Linked DNA regions of Mus musculus: region 2 is linked to region 1. The links are chromatin contacts, called in public Hi-C maps. All regions are on one chromosome and are shown on one strand. Each heading gives the region's core, a stretch centred on a gene start, on an enhancer-like site or on the middle of the called end of the contact. The rest is flanking DNA. Distances are from core to core; before and after follow the strand shown. Region 1 has its middle 3.6 kb from the start of Gm46981. Region 2 overlaps C2cd5 (C2 calcium-dependent domain containing 5).

What was found. Hi-C and Micro-C count contacts between places; a contact is called where the count stands out from the background.
Region 2: a Hi-C map of regulatory T cells shows a contact between it and region 1, with 4 times the contacts expected there. The contact joins two enhancer-like sites. A contact is called at or near these places in 2 of 39 promoter capture datasets (HPC-7-derived erythroid cells and hippocampal neurons), 5 of 484 Hi-C or Micro-C datasets (CD4 T cells, Th1 cells, cortical neurons and 2 more), 1 of 115 datasets of contacts at active chromatin or transcription factors (embryonic stem cells) and 1 of 9 other capture datasets (embryonic stem cells).

Annotation. Positions count from the first base shown.
Region 1 is chr6:142,778,724-142,781,423 of GRCm38.p6, forward strand. No RefSeq gene overlaps it. Among named protein-coding and RNA genes, the nearest start is that of Gm46981, 3.6 kb to the right of the region's middle. Within about 2 kb of position 1,413, at least 69 of the 459 cell types and tissues checked have an H3K27ac peak or open chromatin away from gene starts, as enhancers often do. A contact at or near this core is called in Th1 cells and regulatory T cells, where this site is marked.
Region 2 is chr6:143,077,817-143,080,685 of GRCm38.p6, forward strand. C2cd5 (C2 calcium-dependent domain containing 5) reads right to left here. Exons shown (of 29, transcript NM_001362113.1): 6 at 2,053-2,208; 7 at 447-645. Among named protein-coding and RNA genes, the nearest start is that of C2cd5, 21 kb to the right of the region's middle. Within about 2 kb of position 1,280, at least 23 of the 459 cell types and tissues checked have an H3K27ac peak or open chromatin away from gene starts, as enhancers often do. A contact at or near this core is called in Th1 cells and regulatory T cells, where this site is marked.

The sequences.
Region 1 (2,700 bases), core at 163-2,662:
GATGCCGCACTTCCTGCTCTTCAGCAGGTCCCAGTGCATTGCCAGCATCCATGCTGGGTGCCTCGGTGGCTCACTGAGAGCTGGTAAGTCCAGCTCCAGGGGATCTAACACCATCTTCTGACCTCCACAGGCACCTACAGACCAGTGCACGTACACACATGCATGCACTGACACAGATGCACATAACATTTTTAAATTAAAAAAATAAAGTAAATTCAAAGGATATGCAGAGAGCAGAGCACTTGGGGTTCCACCTTACCTCCGGAGTTGCTGAGCCCCTTCCTGGTCCCCAGCAGGGATCTCTTTCCACCCTCCACACCCTCCTCACTGCTGATAGCTGAGCACTAGCTGTGTCCCCTACTTTCTACCTGTCTTAAATATGCCCTCTTTCTTCACAGCTGGTTGCTCCATATTCATGTGTATTTTAAATGACAAAGATCAGAAGAGAAAGCCAATCTGTTTACTGTCACTATCTTGTTCCAAGCTGGTGGGTACCTTAAATTACACATGTCACCTCTTAGCCTGAAGGACACATGCCTCTGCTTGGGGGAGGGGGAGATTGCCTGTAGACAAACCTCTTGTGACTTTGTTCATTCACCCAAGGTGACTCGCTCACTTTTCATACACGTTCAGTGACTGTTTGGCTACCTAGCACTGTTGCCTTATTGCTGCAGACCATAAAATTAACCTCTATATATCTTTTCTTTTAATCCACACAGCTCTATAAAGGAAGTATTTTTCTTCCTCTATTTTATAGATGTGAAAATTGAGCGATAGACAGCTATAACTACCGGGGGTCAGACACTAGGTGGCAGCTCTAGAACATACTAAGGCAGCAGATGGGCGATTGGTAAGGCTTCTTCGGAGATGGCCCCTCAGCCAACACCAAAGCTCTTAAAACAACAATTCACTATAATTAATAATTGTGCAAATATGTGTGCTAGCCCTCCCCTGGCGTGAGAGGTGTAGAACCCGGGGCTTCGGTCTAATAGTCTGCATATTAGGAAAGCCCACTCAGTGGTCTGTGCGCACGGAGTTGCTAGAACCCTGTAGTTGAAGAAGTTGGAATAAATACAACAGGGTAGGACTCAGGCTCAGAAACTGTCCCATGCCCTCGTTCCTCAACACTCTCCCATGACAATCGTCCTCTGGTTCTCAGTCAGCCTCAGACATCGATTGCTACCAGCCCTCTCCTACAGACCCAGACCTGTTCGGAGGTGAGGTTCCCAGTGCTGACTGGCCACGTTAGTATTTCCAAGATGTATAATCCCTGGCCTTCATGACACCCTGACCCCCAAACAAACAAATCACGAGAGCATTCATGTCCATTTAGCAAAAAGCCTGATGCTCTGACAGGTAGAGAGCAAGACAGGAAAGTCGGGACAGGATGTGGCTAAGGAAATGTCACCATGCTGCTATACACGGTGCTTCCCATAATGCACTGGTGTTCTGTCATCATCTTCCTGTCTCTCTGGGGTCTGTTCCTGGAAAGGCACCTCAATTTAATGCAAGGGGATGGCTTTCCCAAACCTCGGCCATTTGCTTCACAGGAAATAGTGAGGCCTTCAAGTTCCCTTTCTTTGATTTGTGCATTTCACATTTGTTATAGCAGAAACCCATGTTCAGACAAAGCTGTGCAGAGTGGAACAGAAGAGAGACCAACGGCTAATGTGAGCACACCATGCCTTGTCTGTCCAGGGGAGTTGCAGGCAGTTCATGCCCAGCCGTAATTAGCCCTTCACTTGATTGGCACCTCTGGAGGCATACTGTGACAAGGCTTGTCACCCTCTGGCCTCAGTTTTCTTTGCGTTCGGAGTTCCCACCGGTCTTTGGAGTCTCAGGGGAAACATCACTGAAGCCTAATGAAGGCTCACAGCTCAGGAGCTGACCATGCCAAACAGGATACAATTGACCTTCATTAGGAACAAAGGAAGAAAGAAACGAGTAATATTAATAGTATCCATTTGCATAATTGCCTGATTGAAACATTTCTGTCTGGGGATGAATAAACTCACTTCTCAGTCTAGCCTATGCTACCTAGCAAGGGTTAGTTGACCACCCTCATTTATTTTAATTAAAATCCCACTTGGGCCAATTACTCAGGAATATACCCTTTCTCCCCAAAGCCTGTCTAATCATTAGAGGGCATTGTCCCACAGCTTGGCTGAATGTCCCCTCAGCGGTCAGTGACACCAATAGATGCTGGTGACAGGCGATTTAAGTAATGGAGAATGACTACAGACCACTGTTTGCTTTTCTCTATGGGAGCAAATTCTATGTAAGTTAATATAAACTGCCGAAATAAAGAGCAAATTTGAAATGAGACAAAATCACGGTTTCATAAATAAATAAATGTATACACACATATTTATCCTGTTATTGAGTGATGCAGGATTTGATCCTATTACGTTCAAAGAGTCTCCTCTTTTATCCCAAAGGTAATGGTGATAACAGCCCCAAGATTACTAAGGGTTTGTAAGCCCTCCTGGCTGACTACCACTAACGCTGAAAACTTGAAACTACTCCTGCATATGTTTCAAAGAAACTGGGGGAGGTGGAGAGAACCCAAAAACCTGCTGATATCCATTTGCCCAAATCTGTTTGTTATAGTTTTGAGATGACAGCCTTCACGCTTTGGGAAAGGAATTATCCAGATTCTCTTTATCTAAATGGAATAATAATTAGTTGTCTCTAATTAGC
Region 2 (2,869 bases), core at 30-2,529, 300 kb after region 1:
TACTACCTAGTCTTTCAGAGAAAAGTTTGCTTAAATGTGCACAGTGCTGAGCACCTCCATCCCAGCTCTTGTAAAGCTAAAGATAGTTTAGAGCCAAGAATTCTGGATCAAGGTTTTATTTTTATGAACTGCCTGCAGGGGCAGACCCTGGAGCCTGAGAACCGTCTACAGGGCGACCTGCAGTGCTCTTTACACACCGCCAAGAGTAAATATAGTGACAGTTAGGAGTCTCCTAGAGAGGAAGGCAAGTTCCACACCAGACATAAATATTCATTTTTATGCTTTAGATAGATGACGTCTAAGGACCTGAAATATTTAAGAAAGATCACACAAGTAAAACTGTATGTTGAACACTGCTACCAGAAGGTGAGAGCAAACGGAGCTTGAGGTAAAAGACAGAAAGCTCCTGGGAAGCTGCTCACTGCCGCTCACGGAGCCATACTTACTCCTTCAGTTCTCTGGATGGGGAGCTGCATGCAGGAAGGAACGCTGCTGGGCTGCTCAGTTTATCCAGAGTGCACGCCGTTCCTATGGCTCGGACCACTAACCCAGACTCGCCCTCCAGATCAAAGCACTGCAAGTACCCAACAACTGCATTCCCTCTCATCTCGAGGACTTTCAAGCCAATCTTTCTCTGTAATTCACCTACAGAAAGAAAGAGACTCATTAGTAACTTCATACCTCTGTATTAGATACAGAAAAGGAAGGCTATAACAGCAATATAAAACCAAGAGTTTAGAAATCACGGCTTCTGGGGATTTGATGAGGCTCCTCGCTGGGGAGGTAAGATGCTACTGGCTACAAGCTGAAGCATGGTGAGTAAATGCTCACTCATCCAGCCATCCATGCGCCTCAGTGAGAAACAGTGTGAGTTCTGCACTGTATGCCGGCACTCTTCATGTCAAGGTGTTAGACAGCTGGATGAACAAGGAAGACATGCTCCACATTCAGGGAATGGAGAGACAATTCAATGACCCAAGTTCTGCTATGCAAGCATGAGGACCTGATTTCAGTGTGTGTGTGTGTGTGTGTGTGTGTACAAACTCCCAGCAGCAGAGTCCTCTGGCCAATTGATGAGCTCCAGGTTCAGTGAGAGACTCTGCCTCTAAAACATGAAGTGGAAGGTGATCAAGAAAACAAAGGAACAGATGTTAACCTCTGGTCCACACATACCACACATGCACACTCGCACAAACAGAGCAAGTTCCACATCTTCTGGCACATATCTACTGCTCGTCAGACAAGTGGCAGAGAAGGTCAGAAGGCTACATAGTCAGTTCTCAAGAAAAGGCTGTGCACAGGGAACATGTGAGCAAAAATACACAGCTTGCCTAAGCTGCGATTCCAAACGATGCAAAGGAGGAAATTGCAACTGCTAACTGCTCTGAGCTCCTTCCAATCTACACAATGCACCCCTTACATTAGACCACCTATAACACAATGTCCTTTTGCTATCCAGTTAAGTGACATTTCAAGGGGCCAGGCGAACAGCTCAGTCAGAAAAGTGTCTAAAGTACAATCAAGACCTGACACAGTGCTCAGTTACCAGAAACCACGGTTTTGGTTTTGGTTTTGGTTTTTTTAAAAAGTAGCTTACATTTGTAATCAGAACACTGAGGAATGGATTCCTGGAGATCAATTAGCCAGTCAAACTAGTCTGGTGAGTTCCAGACCAGAGCAAAACCATGTTGTTTTTTTTTTTTAGTTTTGTTTTATTTTGTTTTTTAAAAAAGGGGAAAAAAAGGGATTTTCTTTTTTTGTTTTTGTTTTTTTAACCGACAGTGACTGAGGAATACTTAAGGTTGTTTTCTGGCCTCCACAACAACACACATACCTCTGTGTTCACCAGCTCACACACACTGACACCCACATCTGATTTAGATCTCTACTTGTTAAAAGTGTTCAACAGCTTAATGGGGGAGTGCCTGGGATAAGGAATCAACACTTAAAAGTCACAAGCTTTGCTGCCAAATGTCAAGCACCATGTGAGAGGGAGGAAAGTGAAGATCTTAAGACTGATCAATCAACAGTAAAGGAGCTTTCCTGGACTACCTGACATCAAGGAGATGAGTCTCTGCCTGGCTTCATTCGATGCCCTTGGGGTGCGGATCCGATCAATCCACTGATACTCGGGATCCTCATTGACCACAAGTTCTTCTACAAATCCGTGGATTACCACAGCTCTGTAGCACTTTGGAATAGATGTTGCTGTTAAAATAAATTAACTATTATCCATTAATAAATCACAAAGCCAAACTTAAATCTTTAAAACATATACATATAAACAAATGATGAAAAAGTATCCATGCAGCTTTTATTTTTTAGATTTTTTTAATGCAAGATCTCCTACAAAACCTCAATGCAATCATGAGTTCTCAGAGAACCTGTTAGATCTGTTTTATCCTAAAAATAATTTCCTGTCATCAGACCTCTCACTTTTCTCACATAAGAATAACAAACGTAAACTGTACTTTCATGATTCAGAGAATAGCTAGACATTAAATAGAAAATCAAACTATCACAGTATCACATGAATCTATACAAGTTAAAAATAAATTTAACCCCCAGAACTCGTGTCTTTAGCTGCATATGTAGCAGAAAATGGCCTAGTCGGCCATCATTGGGATGAGAGGCCCCCTGGTCTTGCAAACTTTATATGCCCCAGTACAGGGGAACGCCAGGGCCAAGAAGTGGGAGTGGGTGGGTAGAGGAGCGGGGTGGGGGGGTGGGGGGGGAGGGTATAGGGGATTTTCAGGATAGCATTTGAAATGTAAATGAAGAAAATACCTAATAAAAAATTGGAAAAAGAAAAAGAAAAGAAAAGAAATATCAGGAAGTGCCTCACTTGGGTTGGAGGCTCTTAATTTTA